2 separate regions of the Muntiacus reevesi genome follow, and region 2 is linked to region 1. Evidence: chromatin contacts called from public Hi-C data. All regions are on one chromosome and are shown on one strand. Each heading gives the region's core, a stretch centred on a gene start, on an enhancer-like site or on the middle of the called end of the contact. The rest is flanking DNA. Distances are from core to core; before and after follow the strand shown.

Region 1 (6,196 bases), core at 2,710-5,209:
CCAAAGGGCAGAAGCTCAACCGGGCCAGAGTCCTGCCCCTTCTCAGAGCTTTCTGTGGGCGGCCGGTAGAGCAGGCAGCTGGTCAGAAGGTTGTTTGCTCGGAGTGGGGGTCCTGCCATGCTGGTAGGGTACAAGGGTGGGTATGGGGTCCAAGATGCCAATCGCTCAGACCCTGTCTTAGGAGGCGCCCCCATGGGGCAGGAGAAGTAGGCACCCTTGTAGCTGCAGGGGTCCTGGTTACCAGCAGAGGGCGGCAGGCTGTGGGCGGGCCCGGAGTCTGCCTCTAGGCGGGGCAGCTTCCCATACAATACAGGCCCCAGGGTCCCCAGGGGCCGCTTCTCCGCCATCACTGTGAAAGCTTCAAGCCCTCCAGGGCCCCAGCTACTCAAATGCTGACCTGGGAGAGAGAAGAAGAGAGGCAGCGGCTGTCAAAAAAAACAGGCCACAGACAAGCAACAGAGAGCTGCTGTTCTTGCTGGCTCACTGCCATGCCTAAGAACTTGGCACTTAGTAGATGCCAAGTACAATCACGTATGGATACTAAGTACACCCATTCATGTATGGATTTATATATGCTAAGTACATCATCCATTTGTGTATGGATGAATGAATGCATATATAAGCCAACTTTGTTTCTAAAGCTGTAAAACCCTTTGCTTAAAGAATTCTTACACAGCAGCTCTACTATACCCCCACCCCCACTCCAGGAGTCCCTTCAGTTCAGCTTTACTCCACATGACTCCCAAGACCCCTTCTGAAGTTTCAGACTCTGGGGAGCACAGTCTGAGGATCACTTTGCTTGGCTACTCCTCCTGCTCCTACTTCCATCCATATATAGATGAGCAGTCCTGTTCATCCCAAAGTCATTGATGGAAGAGATGGGATGAGAAGCAGGCTTCCTACTTCCCACTACAAGCTCTTAAGTCTCAGATGCCACAGTGACTTCCAGATTCCTACAGCAGCCAAGGTGTGGAATCAGGCATTGTCTACAAATCCAGGTTTGCTGTGACACTCTAGATCTCACTTTCTGACCTGTCAGTCTTATTGAAAAATGGCAGAGCCAGACCTGGAACCAAGTCCCTAGGCCCAGAAGGACACATACTGGCTTGGTTTCAGACAGTAGGAGTCCCCAGGAGAGGTGGCCCAGGGGACCCTTTGGTCTAACCCCCACCCTCACCCTAGAACGAACCCCAGCAGGAGAGCAAAGACTGTCCAGCAGATGGCGCTGTGGCACCAACAGGAAGCGCCCACAAAAGTGCAGGAGAGCAGAGCCTGTGTCCATCCCAGCCCCCAAGCTGCAGTTGCCCCAAGGCTCATGGGGGCAGCACAGGACCATGGAGCAGGTGGGGAGACGAGAGGCTGTCAGTGTCCACGGAGGGAGCTTCCACGGGTCACAGAGTGCTAGTTGGCAACGACCCCCTTGTACTGAAGGAAAAACTGAGTGCCTGAGAAAGACTCTAAAGTCCCCAAGCAAGGCCAAGCAAGGATTGGGACCAAGGCCCAGAGGTCAACGTGGATTTCCTCAAGGCAGCAGGTACCCCGTGGCCCAGGAGAGGTCATCTGAGGCCAGTCTGCTAGAACCACACTGACCTGCTTCTACCTCCCCCAGTGCCCTGTTCCCCGAAACCCTCAGGTGGCTTAGGAAGGATGAATCAGCTCAATCTTGCTATGATTAGGCCCTGGGCCAGGTGTCACAGGTTTCTGTCACCAAGCCAAGACCAACCTCCACCCCCCTCACCCCTGCAGCTCTCTCCCTTCAGCTGGTGACCAATGACAACCATAGGCTCAGAGTTAGACTGGCACATTTTGAAAATGTGCCAAGAAAAGTCAAGGGTATTATGGGGGCCAGTGACCACCCTTATTCCAGCCTAAGTGCCACCAAGGAAGCCAGGCAACAGAGTTGTCTCACCTCCTGGCCAGAATCCAACCTCAGACAAGCCTGAAGAAGTGGATGCTCCCAAGAAAACAGGAAGGGGCATCGGGGCAACAATACCGATGGCAGTACCCTACAACAGGCGGCTGCATCCCAAGGGGAAAGCCTCCCATCCCAGTGCACCGCGGCTTTGCAAGAAGTGGTTGTACAGTTTGGGGGGGGGGGGGGGGTTGAGACCCCTGCCCTTGGGGAGCTCTGCGTTAATTAAGTGTGGGCTCTAGTCTCACTTCCCCCATACACTCCTTGGGACCGTCTCCATACCCACCCCCAGCCCCAAGAGCCATTCTCTCCTGGGCTCTGCCCATTGTGTGCCCTTTGCCCTGGGGACTTCCTGCGACACCCCTGGGACTCATCCAATAAAGGTGAGGCCACTTGGGACCCCCAAGTCTGTGGGGGAGATATGAGGGCTCCAGGGAAGCAGCAGAGGGCTATGAAGGGTATGGGGATAACACGACCTCCTGCCATTAGGAGGTAGAGAGCCCAGCACACACTCCCTCAAGCAAGGCCCTTCTCCACACTAAGCCCAAATGTAGGTGCCTCCTTCCCTCACACACTCGAAGAGGCAAGCAATTGTTTGGAGAAGGGCAGGTCTCCAGGGAGCAGGGCCACATCACCCTTGGGGCCACCCAGCGTCTTCCTGACTGAGGTTGGAGCTGGGCTGGGAGGACCATTCTCAAGCAGCGCCCGGGAGAGGAGCCCACCGCCGCCGTGCCATCCCTGCCCTAAACAGCAGGGGGCGGAAACAGCTCCCTGGCCCAGTTCCAACGCCTAAGGGGTCTCCGGGTAGACATTGGGCAAGACCAGGAAGAGAGCGATCCTGCCCAGCTGTGGCCAGCGCCTCTGAAAGGCTGAATCGGCTCTCCTTCCCGTGTTCTCACACCTCCCCCGGCTGAGGTTTTGGGCCCTGCCTACGCTACAACCGCATCTAGGGGCAGCCTAGGCGCTAGCGGTGGGGGAAGGGTGGCGGGAACCGCTCCACCCCCCTGTCCTCTACCTGCCTCGCCCTGAACTCGTGCTTGCGGCCCTCAACCGACCTGGCTTTGGGGCTGCCGCTGCACCCGGCCCCGCGGCTTCCGGGTGTCCCCATGCCCTGCCCGGCAGCGCTGGGGCGCACGTGCACCCCAGCAGGCCGATACACAGGCCGCCACCCATGCAAACCCGTGCCTGCAAGTACGTGCCTGGCCCGTATCTGCACACACGCCCCTCCAGAACTGTATTCTCCCCTCGCTCGGGGCCCCGCACACGTGTGCACGCAGGCAGGCCGGCGCACCGGGTCCCACGAACCGACATCTAAAAACTGGCGGGAGGGCCGGGGCAGGGGGCGGCCCGGCAGCAGAGTTCGGGCAGCCACCGCCTCGGGGCGATCCCGCCAGCCTGGGCTGCGGCCAGAGGGTGAGTCAAGACTTAGCGAGGAAACCGCAGGGCCGTCCCGTCCCAGCAGGGCGCGTCCAGGGCCCCAAGGCGTCTCAGTGCCAGGCGCCCCCCAGGCCAGGCCCCCGCCGCCCCCTCATCTCCGCCCGGGCCGTCCACGTGAGCCGGGCCCCGCGGGAGGCCCGAGGGCTCGGCCTTAGCTCCTCTTCTCCAGCCCCGCGCCGGATCCGTCACCCGGCCTCCAGAGCGCTACCAGGCCCCCGGCGCCTCGAAATCCAGGGAAAGTCGGGGCAGCGGCGCGACCCCTGCCCGCAGCCCGCCCGCCGGGGGCCCCCCTCCGCGGCAAGTAGGAGCCACGCCACCTCGGCCCAGGCCCAGCTCGCTCCATCCCGGGACCGGCCGGTAGGGGCGCCCTGGGGCAGCGCCACCCGCCCCTTCCCCACGCGCCGCCCGCAAACTCGGCCCAAGTTTCCGCGCCCGCCGAGTGGGCGAGCTCCTACCTTCAGGGCACCCGGCTTCCCGCTGCTGCTGCCCGGCACCGCGGCCGCATCCTCCAGCGCCGCTGAGGACGCGCGTCCTGGTCCGGCCGGGCCCTGCGCGGGAAGTCGCGGTGAGCACCGAGCCGGGAGCCACCCTCCTCGCTGCTGTTCGCGCCGCCGCCGGGCGCCGTCTGCGGTCCCGGGCGGGGCGGGCTGGGGGCGGAGCGGAGGCGGGGCGGCCCGCGCAGCAGGGGCAGAGCCGGGCCGCGCCTCTGGGAGCTTGTGCTCCGCTGAGCCCCGGGGTGCAGAGGGCCTGGCTCTGCCAGCCCTCCGGGGACCGGGCCCCCGGCGCTCTGCACACTCTGTACCCGCCGCTCTCCGCGAAGCCATCGCCCGGCGCGCCCATCACACGCCTCCGTTAGACCCTTCATTCATTGCCACTCTTTAGCTCTGTGAACTTGTGCCCGCCACTTGACCTCCTGAGCTTTAGTTTCCTCATTTCGGTAAAACTGGGATTAAATTATATCATAATGGTGGTGTCGTAAGGCTTAGAAGTGTTGATATTAAATATGTGACTCTCTTGGCTAGTACAGTTGCGTTAGGAGGCTGGAGAAGGGCTCCTTGGTCTGTTCCCTCATTCTCGGTTGCAGCTGGTGAGGGCAAATTCCTACAAACCTATCTCAGTTACAGTTAGGCCCCATACCTTCTGAGGAAGGGGTGATTTCCCCATCCCTAAAGAGAACCAGGGCTTCCCTGGTGGCTCAGATGATAAAGAATTTGCCTGTAATGTGAAGACCTGGGTTTGATCCCTGGGTCAGGAAGATCCCCTGGAGAAGGAACTGGCAACCCACTCCAGTATTCTGGCTTGGAGAATCCCATGGACAGAGTAGCCTGACGGGCTGTAGCCCATAGGGTTGTAAAGAGTCGGACACAACTTGGGAAACGAACACATGCAAAGTGAACTAGGTATAAGGGATGCTGGGAGGTTCACTAAGTGGCTTCAGTGAGTCCACTTGTCCTTTAGAACAAATTTCCTTCAGTAAAACAGGTCTGTGCATGTATGGCCTGGAAGGTCAGATGGGGTGGACCTTTCCCAGCCAGGACTGGGCTGTTACCTAGAGAGGAGCTGGAGGGGTGGAAGGGCTGCCTCTCTGGGCCATCTCATGTTAGATGAGAAGCCCCTTGGTGCAGTGCTAATGCCTTCTCTGATTTTAGTATGTGTGCTGCCGAAGCGAGCACCTGCTGCCTTCTCTGAAAAACCTGGTCCCTTGCATTTCCTGGGCTGCCCTAGGACTGGGGACAGGTGTGTGCCATGGAGGAGGGAGGGACCAGGTGGACATGCCAAAGGTCAAAGCACGATCATGGGGCAAAACCACCCAGGTCACCTGCTTAGATCCCAAAGTTCAGGCCTGCCTGAGTCAGAGGGCAGAGCAGGCCTAGGACTGCAGGTTCCAAGAGTAAGGATGACGCTTGAACCACTGGAGCTGGGCAGCAGGGACTGGGCACAACAGGGAGGAAGAGGAAGTAAAGGCCACCCGGGGGCAGCAGAAAGGGTGCCACTCAGTTAGGAGCTGGAGGATCCTTAGGAATTGAGTTTGGAGAGAGCTGGGAAGCAGGGACTCAGAGAAGGTTGGGACTTTCCCAAACTCACACAGCAGGTTGGGATCAGGAAAGTGCATTTGTGTGTTGACAACCAGGGGTCATGGCCAAGTCTCAGCTCACAGGCTGTACTTCCCCACTCTTGCGCCTCACCAACTCTGCCCTCCCCTCTAAGACACCCACTTCCCCGTCTCTGCCCTGTAATTAGGGGTTGGGTGGAGGGCAGTGTTCTCAGCATTCAGGGTCTAGTCTCAGGACTGTCAAGTTGTCTGCTCAGCTGGCAAGGTGTTCTCTCCAATCTCTCTGAGCATGAGCAAGGCCCACCCAGGCCAGGATAAGGCTGATGAGACCCAACAGGGTCAGTTAAGATTCTACAGTCCCAGCCCCACTGAGGCTTGTCTTAATCCAGAGACACTTCACAAAGTGTCTTCACTTAATTAACTTAATTATCTTGTCCATTCCTTTTCAGCATCACTTAGATGTTACCTTTGTAACTTTCTGAACCTCAGTTTCCTTATCTGCAAAATGGGAACCATGAAACCTGCCTCACAGACCAGAGTGTTATACAAAATTAGTGTGGGAAGTTGCTGATAAACCCTAAAATGTTTGTAGGGTGTCAGCTGACCATGAGCTCCTGAAGGCATGACCTTGCCCTCTTCTTCTCTACCCTAAGGGTCATGTGCAGAGCCTGTGGAGAGAGATGCCTATCAAGCCTTTGTTGGATGAAAGAAAGTAACCAGTACAAGGTGGCTGCCTTGGGAACCCCCCTTCCTTCCACTGCCCTGTGTGATTCTTAGCCTGTGGTCTTGGAGAG
Region 2 (6,196 bases), core at 2,014-4,513, 140 kb after region 1:
ACCAACCACTAGGCAGGTATCAGGCCTGCGGTAGGTCCTGAACCATCTGCTGAATGGATAATCACCTGCACCCTCTGAAGCAGAGCTGGGCAGAGAACAGACACCTGGCCTGTGAATCAGGAGCCCTGGGCCCTATCCATGTGCTCTTGACCCACTGTGTGACCTTGGCTCAGGGTCATTCCCTCCCTGCACCTGTCTCTTCATTGAATAACACAAAGACAGGGCCAGGTGATCTCTGAAGCTCCTCCCATCAGCAACCTTCTCAGTCAATGCATGAAAGACAAGAGCTAAGTGACTCTCTGTACAAGGGTATCCTGGGAGATGTACTCAAAAAGGGTAGAAGCAACAAGGGGAAGGGACACCAAGGCAGACCCCGAGGAAGAAGTCCAGTGAGTCACTCAATGGCTACTCATCTGGCTGCAACCCATAAGGGCTCCCTCTTTACTCCACAGGCCCCTTGGCTCCTTAGGGCCCCCTTGCCCATTTTTTACCTTTAAGACTTCAAGACACATACACATGAGTTGAGGATCATGTTTGGGTCGATTATACCACTCTTATCCAGAAGGGTCTCCCAGGGGCCCAGACTCTTTTCAACAGAGGTTAAGCACAGGCCACTTTCCTAGAACAAAACATCCCCCCAGAGTTCATTTGCCAGCAATCTCAATCTCTGCCCTACATCAGGGCCTCAGCCAGGGCCGTGTTTGCCCACAGCAGAACTGAGTCTACTCTAAGGCCCGGAGAGCCATGTTGGCAGCTGACAAGGCTAGAGGGCCTGAGCCAGCTTCTTCCCAGAACGAATCCGTGTGCTGATCAGCATCCCGGAGGAGGCACATTCTCAACTCTCCAGAAACACCCACCTGCCAAATCCCAAACCTTGACCCTTGACCCTAACACCCAATTAGGGCTAGGACATGAGAGATTCCTGCAAAATCAGAAACTTAATTTAAAATCTCCTCCTGGTGGCTCAACAGTAAAGAATCTGCCTGTAAGGCAGAAGACTGTCTGCAATGCAGGAGATGCAGGTTCGATCCCTGGGTCAGGAAGACCACCTTGAGAAGGAAAACGGACAAAATCTCAAGGACAGAGGAGCTTGGCAGGCTACAGTCCATGGGACTGCAAGAGTCAGACATGACTTAGCGACTAAACCACTACCACCACCACCACATCAAATTGATATCATTCATAAGGAACAGGTTACTGAAAGCAATCAGTTAAACTTGGGGCAGGAATTCATGCTGGTGACTTCAACTGCTTCCCCACAGCAGGTGGTACAGCCCAAGATTTCCTATTAATACTTAGCCTGCTGAGCAATCTTTGTTAAGGACCAAACCCTAAATATCTTTCTAGAAAAGAAGGGGGAGGGGTGATATGTACTTGAGGAATAAAGAGTAGATAATTTAACCAACATCTGAAACCAAGGTCAAATCAGCTCAAACTGCGAGCCTCATGGAGGGCAACAGTTGGCAGGAGTTCCTTATGTTTACTCTCAAAGGTAGCTGTAGACAGCACCTCATCTTCCTGAGGTCTGCTGGACTCACAGGAACTCCTGAGCAGCAGAGAGAGCTGGTAAGCAGAGAGGCCAAAGGGCTGAAAGCTGTGATTACTGAGCCTCGAGATCCCAGGGTGCCAGCCATGCAGGTAGCCACATGCATGCAGCCACAGCCAGAAAAATGACAAGCTTCTCTGTCCTTTGAGAAAGACAAGGCCAGACAGAGCAAAGAGCCTCAACTTGTGGTAGACTTGTGATGTGTAAGTCTCCTTTTCTGATGAGTTTAATTAGGGCAGAGTTAAGTGAGAGTTTCCAGAACGCTTGCCAATCACAATATGGGCAAGTGAGGAGCCAGGGCAGAACCAGGGATTTAAAAAAAAAATCCAGATCAGGGTTTCAGGCCAGCCCAGCCACAAACAGGAGCTGGGGCTCAGAAAAAAGAATCGAATTTGGGTGGGTGGGCAAGGAATCCAGGACCCTTTGGCCTGACGTCAAAGTTCCTCACCCGTGGCCCCAAGATTCTGCTCTGCCCTTATCTCCCACCAGTCAATAAAACTCTGTCCCAGTAATAATGAAACACCAGCAGCTCCCGGTAGTGGCACTCTTCCCCCAAACCTAGTTATTAAAAGGAGTGGCATAGCCACAGGAACACTTTAAATCCCTTCCTTCAAGGAAAGGCAAGGAAGTCTTCAGGGAGAACTCAAGGTCTTGACATTCTGCTAAGACTTGCTCTTCTCTCAAACCAGAAGCAGGCAGGCTTGACTCTGCAGCTCCTGGAATCCTGTTGGGCACCGTTCCTCAAGGCCACAAGTTGGGGACACATTACATTCAGGCTTCCCAGGTGGTACTAGTGGTAAAGAACCCACCTGCCAATGCAGGAGATGTGAGAGATGCAGGTTCAATCCCTGGGTGGGGAAGATCCCCTGGAGGAGGGCATGGCAACCCACTCCAGTATTCTTGCCTGGAGAATCCCATGGGCAGAGAAGCCTGGTCCATAGGGTCACAGAGTCCAACAGGACTGAAGCGGCTTAGCACTCACACATTAATATTACATTCACACGTGGGGGCTACTAACAAGGAAGTGACTCGGAACTGCTACCTCTCAGCCACTAGAAGAGATGATGACAACTTCTGCTCCAAGGTACCCATCACTTCCCCAACTTGGGAATCTCTCCTGCCTATTACCTGGCACTGGTCTCCAATACTTCGAAGTGCAGCACTGAAGTTTTTCTCTGACAAAATTTGGCTTCACTCTCACTTTTTAATGTCATTCAACACTTTTAGGTGGAGCCAGGGGATAACTACAATATCACAGGGCTTTCCTTTTTCTATTGTTATCAACTTGTAAAATGGTTTGTACTTTGAGCCATCCCCTTTCCTTTTTGAAAGTAGGCTCGGGGGGTTATGGTTTTTGTTTCTTTAAGGCAAGAGGTTAAACATGGGTAACCGATAGGGCTACCTTTTAAACTAGATTAAAGGGCCCTAGGCAACTGCAGAAGAGCATAAAGCAGGGATGGGAGGGTACATACAGAAATGCACCACTTCATAGTATACCTATGGCTGATTCATGCTGCTGTTTGGCAGAAACCAACACAATATCGGAAAGAAATTATCCTTCAATTAAAAATAAATTAATTTAAAAAAATAAATGCCCTACTTCAGGATGGAGCTGGGAACAGGTCCATAGCGCTCCGGACCCACAGACTCCACAGCCCCTACACACACAACGCTACACACACACACACACAGAACCCGGAGATCAGCAGCGGAGACACACACACACACACCGGACACACACACACACCGGACACACACACACACACAGCTGCAGACCCGCACACACACACACACCGGACACACACACACACACACACACACACACACACACACACACACACACAGCTGCAGACCCGCACACACACACACACCGGACACACACACACACACACACACACACACACACACACACACACACACAGCTGCAGACCCGCACACACACACACACCGGACACACACACACACACACACACACACACACACACAGCTGCAGACCCGCACACACACACACACCGGACACACACACACACACACACACACACACACACAGCTGCAGACCCGCACACACACACACACCGGACACACACACACACACACACACACACACACACACACACACACACACCTGCAGACCCGCACACACACACACACCGGACACACACACACACACACACACACACACACACACACACACACACAGCTGCAGACACACACACACACACACACACACACACACACACACACACACACACACACACACACACACACACACACACACACACACACACACACACACACACACCTGCAGACCCGCAGATGCGAACAAAGTTTCTCGGGCACTAATACGAGAGGGAGGACACTCGTGGACACACGCAGCCACAAACACGGAAAGTGAGGTCACACAAAGAAGTCAAAGTCGCCAACGACGCTTCCCCAACCTCCCGCTTGTCCCACCACGGGAAACCAGCCTCCACGGTTCCCCCAGCCTCCTCACCCGCGCCAGGGGCGTCTCGGGGCAGCCCCCAAATATCGCGTTATCTCGGTCGCCCCTCCCGCTGATTCCGACTGGCACGCAACTTTACGGCTGTCGGAGGCTGCCTCCGCGACCGCGTAGCCTTCTGGGAGTTGTAGTCAACTTCTCAGCCTTCCGAGAACTGTAGTCCACTAGGGGAATCCCACCGAGAGCACCGGTTCCCAAGTTCCTGGTATTTCCTGTGTTCATCTGGACTTGCCAGTTGTCTGACCTCCTCATCCCCCCAGCCCCACCCACACTGCTTATCACTGCAGTACTTAATAATACTTTTACTGAGCCTATCTTCTATGTTTTTTATTTTAATTAAAAAAAAATTTTTTTTTTGACTGTGGCAGGTCTTAGATGCTGCATGCGAAGTCTTTTAGTTGCAGCATGGGGGATCTTTAACTGCAGCAGGTGAATTCAGCTCTTCCTCAGGAAACTCAGAACTCCTCCTAACAGGCAGAAGGCCTCTGTAGCAATTTCAAGGCTGCCTCAGAGAAAGAACCACACAGAAGTGTGTGACTTTTGACCTCTGGGAATGACAGGCGACAGGCCCACTGGACCCACCCTACTTCCATGCCCCACAGCCCATGGTGAGGCTCCACACAGGCCCTCATGAAGACTCATGACACAGCAGGACACAGAGGGTCAAATGTTCCCCTTTATTATGGTTCACTCAGTTACCACAGACAGACACATTGGCTCAGGCAGGTCAACTGCCAGTTGGAGAATGGTCTGTGTTTCCCAGAAACAAGGAGGGGCAGTGGGCACCAGCAGAATGCAAAAGCAGGTTACTGGCCAAAGACCTGACCTTAGAACTGACCTCAGCCTTCCTGCACCCCACCCTCAAGCCAGACCATCCAGCAGAGATGAACCTGTGCCCAGCCCCCACTGCTCATTCAGTTCCCTCCCCAGGAAAGTGCATAGATGCCTGGAGATGCAGCATCCCAGGGCCTCGACAAGCTGGGCCACACGCAGGTATAGCAGGTCTTCCAAAGGGCAGAGCCAGGGCATGGCCATACAGATCTGAGCCAGGAAAGAGCAAAGGCGGGTAGGACAGGAAGCTGAAGGGAGGGAGCATCCAACAGGTCAAGGATGCTGTGCTGGCAGCTAGACCACAGGCCTCCTGGAGTTACCAAAGAGAGGAAGAGAAAGGGAGCCAGAGGTCTGGGCGGGGAGAGAGGAAAAGGAAGAGCCTAGACCTAGGGTCTCTTTTTGGGTACTAGGGCCTGTGACAACTGCTTTCCAAAGAGAAAGTGGTAGAGGAGAGAGTCAATCACACTCTGGCCCAAGCCTAAGGGGCCATTAGGAAGATAACTTCCCAGAGGCCCTGGTTCCCCTTGTAGGAAAATGAAGTACCTGGATCTCAAAGCTCAGATGGTGCTTGGAAATCCAGATGCTGGGTTCTAAGCTGGAGCCACCCAGAGTGGCCAGGTGGAGTTTGGTTTCTCAAGCCAAATCGCCCAGGGGGGAGGTAGGGGCGACGAGTGAAAAATGGGCAGCTGCTCCATGGGTAAGAACCCACTCCTCTTCAGGCCTCCAAGAGAGCCAGGACCTCTACCAACAACATTCTCACAATGCCTGGGACACAAGAGGCCCACAGTCCTCTATCACTGTCCTGGAAAGAAAAGGGGGTTCTAATGGGGGTGAGGAAGGGCTAAGACAGAGGGCAGCAAGTAATCTCGATGTGATAAAAAACAGGAGCCAGAGGACCTCCCCTCCCACCACACCTGACCTGAAATCACATTCCAGCTATTGTGCTTGCACACAGGGCTGGGCCTGTGCTTCTTCCTAGGCCTTGAGTTCAAGTGCCCAGAACTGCCCTATGCCCCAGAGCAAGCTGGGGGGGTGGGGGCAGGGCGGATGCATGATCCCCTCTCAGTTGGTCCTGCCTACCTTCTCCTCTAAGGAGAAGACTCACCCCTCCAGGACCAGTCCTCTGAGCCTATGCCTTCAGACCCAAACAGAACAGCTATTGCTCCCAGGAATCCAGTGGTCATTCAGAGACACCCAGCACCTGCCCAGCGGGCTTGGGCCAACCAGGCATCACTCGGAGACCAGTAATTATTCACAGATCCTTTGCTCCCGCTGCACCTTTGGGCTTCCCAGGTGGCGCTAGTGGTAAAGAACCTGCC

The links. A called contact is a pair of places that touch in the nucleus more often than the background predicts.
Region 2: a Hi-C map of blood shows a contact between it and region 1, with 5 times the contacts expected there. The contact joins the promoter of PPCDC here to the promoter of C15H15orf39 in region 1. A contact is called at or near these places in 2 of 3 Hi-C or Micro-C datasets (blood and muscle).

Annotation. Positions count from the first base shown.
Region 1 is chr15:31,501,520-31,507,715 of mMunRee1.1, forward strand. C15H15orf39 (chromosome 15 C15orf39 homolog) reads right to left here and starts at 3,960. Exons shown (of 3, transcript XM_065906732.1): 1 at 3,805-3,960; 2 at 1-397. The coding sequence starts at 347.
Region 2 is chr15:31,640,482-31,646,677 of mMunRee1.1, forward strand. It overlaps PPCDC (phosphopantothenoylcysteine decarboxylase), which reads right to left and starts at 3,264. Exons shown (of 6, transcript XM_065906030.1): 1 at 2,356-3,264. It overlaps SCAMP5 (secretory carrier membrane protein 5), which reads right to left. Exons shown (of 7, transcript XM_065906179.1): 7 at 4,710-6,196.